2 separate regions of the Mus musculus genome follow, and region 2 is linked to region 1. A link is a contact called in public promoter capture Hi-C data. All regions are on one chromosome and are shown on one strand. The core of a region is the stretch at or near the end of the contact, and the rest is flanking DNA. Distances in the headings are between cores, read along the strand shown. Region 1 has its middle 29 kb from the start of Gm40689. Region 2 holds the start of Tfam (transcription factor A, mitochondrial).

Region 1 (5,688 bases), core at 376-2,875:
CCTCCCACGGGCACTAAGACTTTGGTAGCTGGGCTCTGCTTCCAGACACTCTCCCTTACTCATCCCTGCGCATCTGGCGCCACTGCTGGGGGACCCACTGGGAAGCTGGGTGCCTACTCAGAGATGTTTGCGTCAGGCTCTCAAGGCAAGACTTAGTCACTGAGATCTTTATTTGGGCCATAGGATTGCAAGTTTTTGATTGCTTAACTTGGGGAGGCTGAACCTAAAAATAAAGGAGTCTGTTCTTTCTGGCTGGAGTTTTGGAGGCATTCTGGTAACTGAGGCAGGTCGGGGACAGAGTGTGGGGGATTTCCTTGCCACTTGAACGGTAAACTCATCCAGTTCCACAGGATCTAGAAAATGTATAATTGCTGCTTTGCCACACCTTTAATCTAAAACCTTCCAAGAAGCACAGGTTAACAGGCTCAGATTCCAATGGGGGTGTTCCTGCGGGTGGAAAGGGCAACCATGTAACTAAATAGGAAAGACAAAGAGAAATGAAACTCTGGGTGTACAGAGGCTTGTCTTTCCCTTCCACAGCTAAGACAGATATCACTCATCAGCGAAGCATGGCTCCCGGCCACGCCACCCTTAAGGGCTTTGGTGGGAATTCTTGCCAGACACTACCATTCTGCTAAAGGCAACAAAATGAAGCTGTGTGAAATGTTCCCACAAGACAGTCCTTGGCTCTCTAGATCCCTGCAGGCAAGCACTAAGGGTTTTTCTTCTTCTGACTGCAGTCCAGCACAAAAGAGATGAGATTGCAGTTTCTGCAGCTGGGAGAAGGCTCAGAGGAACAGATTTCTCCTCCTCCCTCTTGTCCATTGGAAGACTGGGTTGGGGAAGCTGTCATTTGCTGCCTTCGGCTCCTCCCTGAGTAATGGGTTTGTGTGTGTGTGTGTGTGTGTGTGTGCGTGTGTATGTGTGTGTGTGTTTTACCCCCTTCTCCTCTGTGAAACCTCTGTGCTTTGAATTCCTGCATTAAATACACAGCCCAATTTTTGACATGATTATTATCATTATCATCACCATCGTTGTCATTGTAGTCCTCGTCGTTGTCATCATCATCATCATCGTCATCATTTTTTGACTAAGTAGCTCTGGATATTTCCTCAAGAAGGAATGCAGCTATATCCTCCAGAGCTCCCTTTCCAGAGAAGGCTTGACAGTGTTGTCAAACTCTTCAGAGGCAAGGAAGCATAAGAAACAGACTCATCCATACCTGTCTCTCTATCACCTTATGGTTTCTGCTCACAGTGCGCAAGCAGCGCAGCAGCAGCAGCAGCAGCGTCAGAGGTTAGCAGACACCCTACTGTGTTTTGACAGGTGCTTCTCCATTAAGGCTTCTGATTGCCTGGCCTAATTGGGGGCTACACTTCTGCTCCACAAACATGGCTTCTCTGCTCCTCCCTCCTTATATCAGGGCTGCTGGTGAAGAGAGAACTCTGAGCTCAAACAGCTCTGTGACAGACAAGCCAGCCTGGCTGACATGGGAGGAGAAGATAGCAACTCCAGGCGCTGTGCAATTGCTCTCTATTCAAAGAAAATGATCTATGTGGCTTGCAGCTGGTTCCCAAACATCTTAGCTAGGACCCAGGGAGAGTGATCGCTTTGGCACCCAGCCATCTGGAGCCTGCAGAGTCCTGGGAGAGGTGGAGTCAAAAGGGAAGACCTCTTTAGTATCTCCATCACTCCAGTGCCATTCTCAATCCAGTCACTAACCCAGCTGCTGGCTCAGCACCGAAGCACACTCGTCCTGAGTTGTGTCCCAGTGGCTTCCTTCAGACTGGGCTTTTCAGCGTAGAGACGAGCCGACAAATCGCCTTCCTGTGCTGGCACGCCCACCTGAGTGTTTCCTCTCTGGCCCCAAGTGCACAGTCCTGTAGCGGTCACACTGCATGCACAGGAGCCTAAGTCAGAAATGTGCTGACGATTTGTTGTTGCCTGCACTGACACCCTGGTAGAGCCAAGGTAGAGAGCTGCTGCCTACATCCTCTGAACCGGAGCTCCAGGGTAGAAGGGCTTTGAATCTCAGGCAGGGGGAGATTAAGCTGAAGAAGCCCAGAGATGGAAAAGAGATCTGCGACCCAGCTGAGTTTAACGGGGCCAGCCCCTGCCCAGCCCCCACTGTGTCACCTATGTCTTAGGGCCTCATAATTCTCATTTAGAGAAACCAAAGTATAGGTCTTTGGGTTTCTTTGTTTGTTTTGTTTTGTTTTGTTTTGTTTTGTTTTGTTTTGTTTTGTTTTGTTTTGTTTTGTTTGAGACAGGGTTTCTCTGTGTAGACCAGGCTGGGCTCCAACTCAGAAATCCACCTGCCTCTGCCTTCCAAGTGCTGAGATTAAAGGTGTGCACCACCACTGCCTGACCTGTTTTTTTTTTTTAATTAAATGCCATTATTTCTGTTTGAGAACACACTTTAAAATAGGAAGGCATGAAAGAATATAGGTGGTCCATCCATGCAGCCAGAAGAGTAATGTCATCTCAGCCTGGAAAGGTGAAACAAAATATGATAGACTTGCCTTTAGCCCTTCATTTCCTTCCTGGTCTCCAAGTGGCTGTCTCTCTCAACTCTGCAGCCTGCAACAGTCCAGCTCACCCTCCTGGTTGATTTTTAAGCTTCTACCTGTAAGTAGGCAGTATATAGAGGATGCTTAATTAGAGCTGACACCTATATGATAGCTATTATTCTTCACTTCTGAATCTTTTTTTTTCCTTCTCATAGTATGTGTTTTGGTTTTCTTGTTGCTGTGTTGATTCTACACAGATCTCTAGAGAGCTGGTTCACTCATTTTCAAGCCATCTACCGTGGGTTTTCTAAGCCTACACCTTGTCTTAACAAGATGCCAGTGATTCGGCAAGCTGCCCTTACCATCCCTGAGACACTGCTGCATCATCTGGACTCACCCTGTCCACCTTCAGCCTCTTCTCTTGGGTCTAAGGTTGGTGTTATGGGTTATACTGTCAACCTACAGGATCTAGAATCACCTAGGAGACATGCCTCTGGTCAGGCCCCTGCTGGATCATCTGGTCCACCTAGATTAGGCTTGTTGAAGTAGGGAAAACTCACCCGGCATTCACTGGGTAGCACCGTTCCATAGATTAGGGCTCTAACCTGGATAAAAAGAGAAAATCGGTTGAATGTAAACATTCATCCTCACAAACATGTTTCACCACTAGGAATGCAATATGAATGCACCCCTGCCTCAAAGGCTGCTTACCTAGACTCATGATAATGGATCACACTCTAGAGCCATGAATCAGACTTCTTCCCCCTTAAGTTGTTCTTGTCACAGCAACAGGAAAAGCAGCTGAGGCTCCCGAGCTGAGCATCCCTTGTTGGGGATGTCCTCAATGGCATCAGTATTTAACTGAGATGAAGAATCCCCATGTGGGGTTCTGTGACTCAGAGTGGAGAGCTGCTGTTGCCCATTGTGTCTTCCTTGGTGAAATAGAAGCAACTTTACATCTTCTTCCAGATCAGCTATAGAGAGATTCTCTCATAAGCATCACCTGTCAATAAAGAAGCCGATGGCCAATGAGCTGAGGCAGGAAATAGGGGGTTGGACATCTGTCAGAGACAGAGAGGATTCTGGGAAATAGTAGGTAATATAGGAATTTCACCCTGGAACACTGAGGAACCAGTGTAAGAAGATGAGGAGAGGAAGCCAGCCACATAGCTGGACCCAGGTTAGAATAGAAGGGATAATAAGTTAAGAGCAAGTGAGAGAATATGCTGAAGCTTATGGCTTAAGCATTTGCTAATTTATTAATCAGTCTCAGAGTTGTTATTGCTGGGAATTAAGTTGTTGGGAGGGGAAAAATCAGATTTTGCATGCACTAGCTAGTGAGTCTGCTGGGTGAGTCCCTGGAATCTGCTTCTAGCTGGGTGCTCAGGATGGCAGAAATAGACCTCCCTTTATCTTACTGTATTACAAACAAGCAGTACGGGCACTCCCAAGGACAGATTCAGTTACCTTGTTCTATCGTTCTTCTCCATCTCTTTCTGCTAGTCAGGGAAGAAATGATCCAGACTGATCCAAAAGGGAGAGTCAAGCCCTTTGCCACCCCTCAATATGTTCAACAAACGTTTACAGAGTTCCTAAGTGTTTGCAGGTGTCAGCTGCTGTGCTAGGTGGTGGAGATGCCCGAGGCCCAGCCATCACAACCGCTTCTTCCAGGGTGGGGTATGTAAGCCCATAGCAGACAGATGCTCTTCTGCAGGGGAAACACCAGAAGTCCTGCAGAACAGGGGTTAGTTTAAGAAATGAATGTACCGTAGGTCTCAGAACACAGTGAACTAGAATCAGGTGTTGTCTCTGCTGGACTCTCAAATTCTGGAAGCAAGCATGCTCACAGTAAACACAGTTTCCCAGTCCGCATCTCTTCCCACTCAACAGTGTAGTTGATGCAGATTCTTGCCTTGTGCGGCTGCCCCCTTCCAATAGAACAGCTACCTACAAGCAGCCTACTTGACTGATCCTTGGACACTGCACACTCAGATGTGATCTGGTGGCTGCAATGATCCCCACTTAGTCAAAACATAACACTAGAAGTCTTACCCCACTTGCTTTAAACCCATTGACTAGAACTCCCCATCTGCTTGGATAACGCCTAAGACCCAGTAAAGACACTGGCTGGTGGCTCTACCTTTCTTGCTCTGTGTGTGATTCATATGTGTGACCTATACCCCAGGGTTTGGGAGCAAATTAACTCATTTCCATCTTAATCACTGGAAGGACCCTCCATCTTGAAGATCCTGAGTTAAACAGTCAGTGTGTTTGGCAGGGATGCTGGCTAGGGTAGAAGTTCTCAGATGGGAGTACATACGGGAGCAGCTAGAAGACATCTTAAACCCTGTAAATCCAAGGTATCAGACTCAATAGGTGTAGCCTGAGACTATGCATTCCCAACAAGTTCCCAAGTAATAACTGTGATGGTTGTATATGCTTGGCCCAGGGAATGGCACTATTAGAAGGTGTGGCCTTGTTGTTGGAGTAGGCGTGTCACCATGGGTGTGGGCTTTAAGACCCTCATCCTAGCTGCCTGGAAGTCAGTCTTCTACTAGCAGCCTTCAGATGAAGATGTAGCACTCTCAGCTCCTCCAGCACCATGTCTGCTTGGATGCTGCCATGCTTCCTGTCTTGATGATAATGGACTGAACCTCTGAACCTGTAAGCCAGCCCCAATTAAATGTTCTTTAGAAGACTTGCCTTGGTCATGGTGTCTGTTCACATCAGTAAAACCTTAACTAATACAATAACCAATGGCACTAGCTTGGAGACCCCACTGAAAGAACCAAGGTCTGAGAGGAGCTGAAGCCTCCTGGTTTGCCATTGGGAGCAAGGTCAGCTGAGTGGTAGCATCACCTGTGTAGCATTCCTGGAGTCCGTTTGGAATGCAGAAGCTGCTGAAAAAAGCACCTGTGCACATCAACTGTTGCAAAACACCCTCTGAAGACACTGACTCTGGAACTCGCTGTACATTTAGAGTCACATAGGGAAGGATTAAAAACTCATCGTGTCTGGATTCTGCTTCCAGGGATTCTCCTTGAATTGGTACACGGTGTGAAGCGACTAGAGGGGTTCTGTGTGTAGCGTGTTTTGGGAGTGGTTTGATGTGCATCCTGCATGGGAGTTGGTACCACAGAGAAAGTCAGGGTCGGAGTCACAGGAAGTAGGATGTGTA
Region 2 (5,913 bases), core at 713-3,212, 440 kb after region 1:
CATGTGTTAGTGCCAAGTCTTCCATTTGAGAAGACAGGGGAATTCCTATAAGCATGTCTCTTCATCTCCTATCTACAAGGTAAGAATTTCAGTCTGATTTCCACTAGCATCCTTCGAGGTACTGGAAGTAAAAGAACTTTGGAAATCCTAAGGACTGACTTATTAATCAGCTACTACCTTTACACCGTATAATCAAATGAAGGCCCTACAACCCTTTCTTAGGCTTCCTGGAAAACTTTTCTAGTTGTAGATCTTTTTCCCACCTTCAGGAGCTTAGATAATTTCCAGTTAAGTTAATGATTTATACAGACCATTATTGTATTATATAGAACACTTCCCGATAAGTTATTTTATTGCACCTTAGACATTACAAACAAGCAACTGCCCAGGACAACTAGGCCTCAACTTTATCTCTTTTCTCTACAGTGCTCTTCACTCTACATGCTTTTGGTTTTTTGGTTTTTTTGGTTTTTTTTTTTAAGATTTACTCATTTTATGTATATGAGTACACAGTGGCCGTCTCCAGACACACCAGAAGAGGGCATAGGATCCCATTACAGATGGTTGTGAGCCACCATGTGGTTGCTGGGAACTGAACTCAGGACCTCTGGAAGAGTCAGTGCTCTTATCCACTGAGCCATCTCTCCTGCCCTCTACATCTTATTTTAAAACTATTTTTCTCATTTATATTTAAAGAACTTCTATTAGTTAAAAAAAAACTTATACAGACTACCAAAGAAAATGACTGTACTAGATGCTCTGGTAATGCAAATCAAAGATTGCAATTAAAAAAAAAATCATATCAGAGAAGATCATAAGCCCCAAACTCCTTACCTGGGTGTTTAGCTTTAAATTTGGGTAGCTGTTCTGTGGAAAATCGAAGGTATGAACTCATAGGTTTCTTTGGATAGCTACCCATGCTGGAAAAACACTTCGGAATACAGACAAGACTACACACAAGTAAAAAGAACGGAATGTCAGATACGTGTAACAGTCATACACAGATCTCAGATTCTAAGTACAAAGTCAGCCAAGGTGCTGTACATCCAACACCTCCACCTAAAATGCTAATAACTAGCCCAGCAGTTGTGGCACAGGCCTTTAATCCCAACATTCTAGTGGCAGAGCAGGTGGATCTCTGTTAAGTCAATGACAGCCTAGTCTACAAAAGGAGTTCTAGGACAGCCAGGGCTATGCAGAGAGACCCAATCTTTTAAATTAAAAAAAAAAAAAAAGTCAACCAATCAACCAAAAAAATATATAATCGTAATAACCTTTGAGTGCATTTCCCTTCCCTCTGCTGTGCTAAGAATTCAATTAAACGCAAGGGGCTTCAGCTGTATAAGCTCCATAACCGACTTACTTTAACAACCTACCCTAAGCAAAAAAATAAAAGAGGTTGCAGGGCTGAGGCTTGCAAACAGGGCAGGTTTGGGTGACCTAGCCAAACCAAAGAGGGGTGAAGCAAGTCCTAGCATCATGGGTGACCTAGCCAAACCAAAGAGGGGCCTGCAGGGCTAAAACAAGTCGTGGCATCCTGGGTGACCTCCTGGCAGCGTCCGGGCGAGCGTTCCGCGCCACAACTTCAGGGCCCGCCTCCAAGGCAGAAGGAGAGCGCCCTAGGCGCCGAAAGGTAGAAGGTGACAGGAAGTGGGGTCGGGTACCAAAAGGCGCGAGACCCCAGGCGGCCCGGAGGACGAGGGTGGGACGAGGGCAGACGGACGCCTGAACGAACGGCGTCCCTCGCCCGCGGCCTACCTGATAGACGAGGGGATGCGACCCCCGCAGCCCGCGCACATCTCGACCCCCGTGCGCCCCAGTGCTTTTAGCACGCTCCACATTCCCCGGAACAGCGCCATCGCTCGGGCCGACGAATGATGGCCCGGCGCCGTCCGGTTCGTCTCACGCAATACGGTGCCTATGGACTGCCACACTACCAGCGTGGGAACTCCGGGGGCTTGTTATCATGCCCGCCGCGCGCGGGGTACTGTGGGAAGCCCGGACTTCCGGTCCGCGGCAGGAGGCGGGGAGGACAGGAGGTGCTGTGCGTCCCCCACCGCTCAGTGGGCGGGGCCGGGCCGAGGAGGGGGCGGAGCCTGAGGCTAGGGAGGGTGGGCCTGGTCTAAGGTGGGTGTTGCTGAGCGGCGGCTTACCCCCAGGCCCCTGCCATGTGTTCTCCTGGGCTGCCTGCGTGCTGTTGCTGGACCATGGGCCTGGGCTGCCTACTGAGCTTCGTGACGCTGGTGCTGCGGCTTGTGTCACAGTGCCTGGCTACTGAAGTTAGAGATCCGTGGTACTGCTGATGCCCCAACAGCAAACTGCATGTTTCATGAGTCCGCAGGAAAGCCCACAAGGCTACTGGAGGGGTGGAAGAGAGGGAGGAGTGGTCTTGAAATGGATCGCCTTATTTATCTTCTCTTTAACAATTAATAGAAAGGAATGAGGGTTCCCAAGATGGCCCAGAGCCTGGCAAGCTGAGTTCTATCCCCAAGACCTACATGATTAAAAGAGAGAACCAACTCAAACAAGTTGCCCTCTGACTTTGACATACACACACACACAAACATGTACACAAAAGGAAATGTGTCACGAAAAAAAAATTAATAAACTGAACCCAGCTTGATGGTGCAGGCCTGTAATCCCAGCCCTTGGGAGGCGGAGGCAGGCATTCAAATTCATCCCCTGCTACATAGCAAGTTCAAAACTACATGAGACCCTGCCTCAAAACAAAAACCCAAACAACTAGCCCTCATAATAGCAACAAAGCAAGAATATTCTTCACTTGATCTTCTCCAAAAGGCTGAGAAGCGATAGCAAAAATATTCTTATATTAATACCTGAGCAGGGCATGCCAGAGCCCTGAATATTGTTTCCCACTTTGCAGATCACGTGGACTAGATGAGCTTAGCCAGCCAAACCACTGAAATTGTGGGACCAGGATGGACTTGAGGTAGTGTACAGTTTGTGTCCTACAAAAAACTCAATTTTTGTTTGTTTGGTTGGTTTTTTTTTTTTTTTTAATTCAATGGCATGGAAAAGATTAGGAAGATCTAAAAATGGTCAAGGGCTTCAATCTGTTAAAATATGTTGCTTAAGGTCTGGGAATGTGGCTTAACTGGTAGGGATGCCTGCCAGGATGCACAGAAAGCCGTTGGCTTAGATCCCCCCCATAAGCCAGGATCCTCACATAGAGCAGGCATGGTGTCTTAAGCCTCTAGTTCCAGAACTTGGGAAGCTGAGGCAGGACCACAAGTGCAGGGTTATCCTTGCCTACAAAGTAAATTCCAGGTCAGTCAGGCTAGAGACTTTGTTTCAAAGGTAAAATAAATAAATAACATTTAAAAATAACTATGTCATCCATCAGGCTCAGAGGTGAATGCTTTCACTCCAATCACTCTGGAGGTAAGAAGTGGGTAGAGATCTGTGATTGAGAGTTTGCTCTATATACAAGTTCCAGGTCGGCCAGAGTTAGCATGGTGAGAATATACCTAACAACAACAGCCTCTTCTGCTGCCTACCTGTACTTTTTTTTTTTTCTGAAAAGAAAGCAAAATCTTACTAGTGTAACACTGAGCTGAGAGTCTACTTCCTTTCTGCAGCTTTAAAACATTGTCTCCTTCAAGAGACAGAGGACCACACCCACTCCTCTAAACCCACTCCTTCTAAGCCCAGTTTACCATCACTTCCGGTTTCATTTCATTCTCTCTTGAGGGTAAAGGGGACTTCCAGCTCGTCCTTTCAAACCTCCTGTCACAACAGCAACAAGATCCTTTGTGTTTGGTTTGCCCTTGGAGTGTATCCAAACAGATGTAAAAACACATTTTCCTGTAAGTCCAGGCACCGAGCAATTAGAAATTATAGCGTCTTCCTAAAATGGAAGTCTGCATAAGACATAATTTCTCCTTAACCCCCTGTCGAGAGATTTCTAAAATAATTTGCCATTATAAATCAAGTAGAATATATCCTTGTAATGTTTTTATTGTAGATGCATTCTTTAACTGTCTGCATTTGCAGCTACTAAATAAATAAATAAGTAAGTAAATAAATAAATAAATAAATAAATAAATAAAGCTTAGCACAACACAGCCTTTCCCCAGATTCTGTCCTCTATGCCCATAATTCTGTCTGTCATAGCCTCATGGCTTATGTATTCTATGTAACCCAGATCTCTCATTTCATCTCCAGACCCCACTGAGTGCCAATGCTGCATGGTCCCTGTATTTTAATACGGATCACAATCCTTTTAGAGTCGTTGCCTTAGGACATCTCTACCATGATGTCTTACTGAAACCCAAGTTTTAAAATTCTGTGAACAAAAGTAATGGTTTTTGCACTCTATTGATGTTTCCTACTTCCCTCATCCAAGTCAATAAATTCCTGTTCATTGTAGAATCTCCTTATTGATACGCCACTCGATAACCCACTGCTGAGGAGGAATGCTGCTGAGGAGGGATGGATGCTGCTGAGGAGGGATAGATGCAGCTGAGGAGGAATGCTGCTGAGGAGGGATGGGTGCTGCTGAGGAGGGATAGATGCAGCTGAGGAGGGATGGATGCAACTGAGGAGGGATGGATGCTGCTGAGGAGGGATGGATGCAGCTGAGGAGGGATGGATGCTGCTGAGGAGGGATGGATGCTGCTGAGGAGGGATGGATGCTGCTGAGGAGGATAGATGGATGATGATGAGGAATGGGTGCTGCTGAGGAGGGATGGATGCTGCTGAGGAGGATGGATGGATGATGATGAGGAATGGGTGCTGCTGAGGAGGAATGGGTGCTGCTGAGGAGGGATGGATGCTGCTGAGGAGGGATGGGTGGATGATGATGAGGGATGGGTGCTGCTGAGGAGAGATGGATGCTGCTGAGGAGGGATGGATGATGCTGAAGAGGGATGGATGATACTGAGGAGAGATGGGTGCTGCTGAGGAGTGATGGATGCTGCTGAGGAGGGATGGATGCTGCTGAGGAGGGATGGATGCTGCTGAGGAGGGATGGATGGATGATGATGAGGGATGGTGCTGCTGAGGAGAGATGGATGCTGCTGAGGAGGGATGGATGATACTGAGGAGAGATGGATGCTGCTGAGGAGTGATGGATGCTGCTGAGGAGGGATGGATGCTGCTGAGGAGGGATGGATGGATGATGATGAGGGATGGGTGCTGCTGAGGAGAGATGGATGCTGCTGAGGAGTGATGGATGGATGATGATGAGGGATGGATGGATGATGATGAGGGATGGGTGCTGCTGAGGAGGGATGGATGATACTGAGGAGGGATGGATGATACTGAGGAGATGGATGATGCTAAGGAAGATGGATGGATGATGATGATGTGGATGGATGCTGCTGAGGAGGGATGGATGATGATGAGGAATGGGTGCTGCTGAGGAGAGATGGATGCTGCTGAGGAGGGATGGGTGCTGCTGAGGAGGGATGGATGATACTGAGGAGAGATGGATGCTGCTGAGGAGGGATGGGTGCTGCTGAGGAGGGTTGGATGCTGCTAAGGAGAATGGATGGATGATGATGATAATGAGGGGTGGATGCTGCTGAGGAGGGACAGATGAGGAGGAGGATGGATGGATGCTGCTGAGGTCGGGTGGATCTACCTTCCAGTATACATCCTCATTGATGTTATAGCCAGAAACATCCTGGAAAATCACTTATTCCCAAGTGGTAAAAAATGCACTCAGTTTCTCAGGGCGGGCCTGAGGTTAAATACCTTTTGCAGGGAGGATTGTCTCGGAAGGGGAGTTTATTGGCTAAGCCTCCAGGCCTTTAGGTACCTCATTAAATTAGAGATCTGTCTTTGTAGAAATAGAAAAGAAGGACCAGAAAGTGAGTCCATGGAGTTATGGAGATGGCTCAGTAAGCACTGTGGGGAATGGGACTCTGCACAGACAGGATGCTCTCCAGG

The links. Promoter capture Hi-C pulls out the DNA fragments that hold promoters and counts their contacts.
Region 2: a contact with region 1 is called in a promoter capture Hi-C map of 3T3-L1-derived adipocytes, with 4 times the contacts expected there. The contact joins the promoter of Tfam here to the enhancer-like site in region 1. A contact is called at or near these places in 3 of 39 promoter capture datasets (the 3T3-L1 cell line, 3T3-L1-derived adipocytes and hippocampal neurons), 15 of 484 Hi-C or Micro-C datasets (the NIH/3T3 cell line, the STO cell line, adipose-derived mesenchymal stem cells and 9 more) and 2 of 115 datasets of contacts at active chromatin or transcription factors (extraembryonic endoderm stem cells and fibro-adipogenic progenitors).

Annotation. Positions count from the first base shown.
Region 1 is chr10:70,799,351-70,805,038 of GRCm38.p6, forward strand. No RefSeq gene overlaps it. Among named protein-coding and RNA genes, the nearest start is that of Gm40689, 29 kb to the right of the region's middle. Within about 2 kb of position 1,626, at least 91 of the 459 cell types and tissues checked have an H3K27ac peak or open chromatin away from gene starts, as enhancers often do. A contact at or near this core is called in 3T3-L1-derived adipocytes, the NIH/3T3 cell line, the STO cell line and 5 more, where this site is marked.
Region 2 is chr10:71,236,082-71,241,994 of GRCm38.p6, forward strand. It overlaps Tfam (transcription factor A, mitochondrial), which reads right to left and starts at 1,963. Exons shown (of 7, transcript NM_009360.4): 1 at 1,759-1,963; 2 at 835-950. The coding sequence starts at 1,859.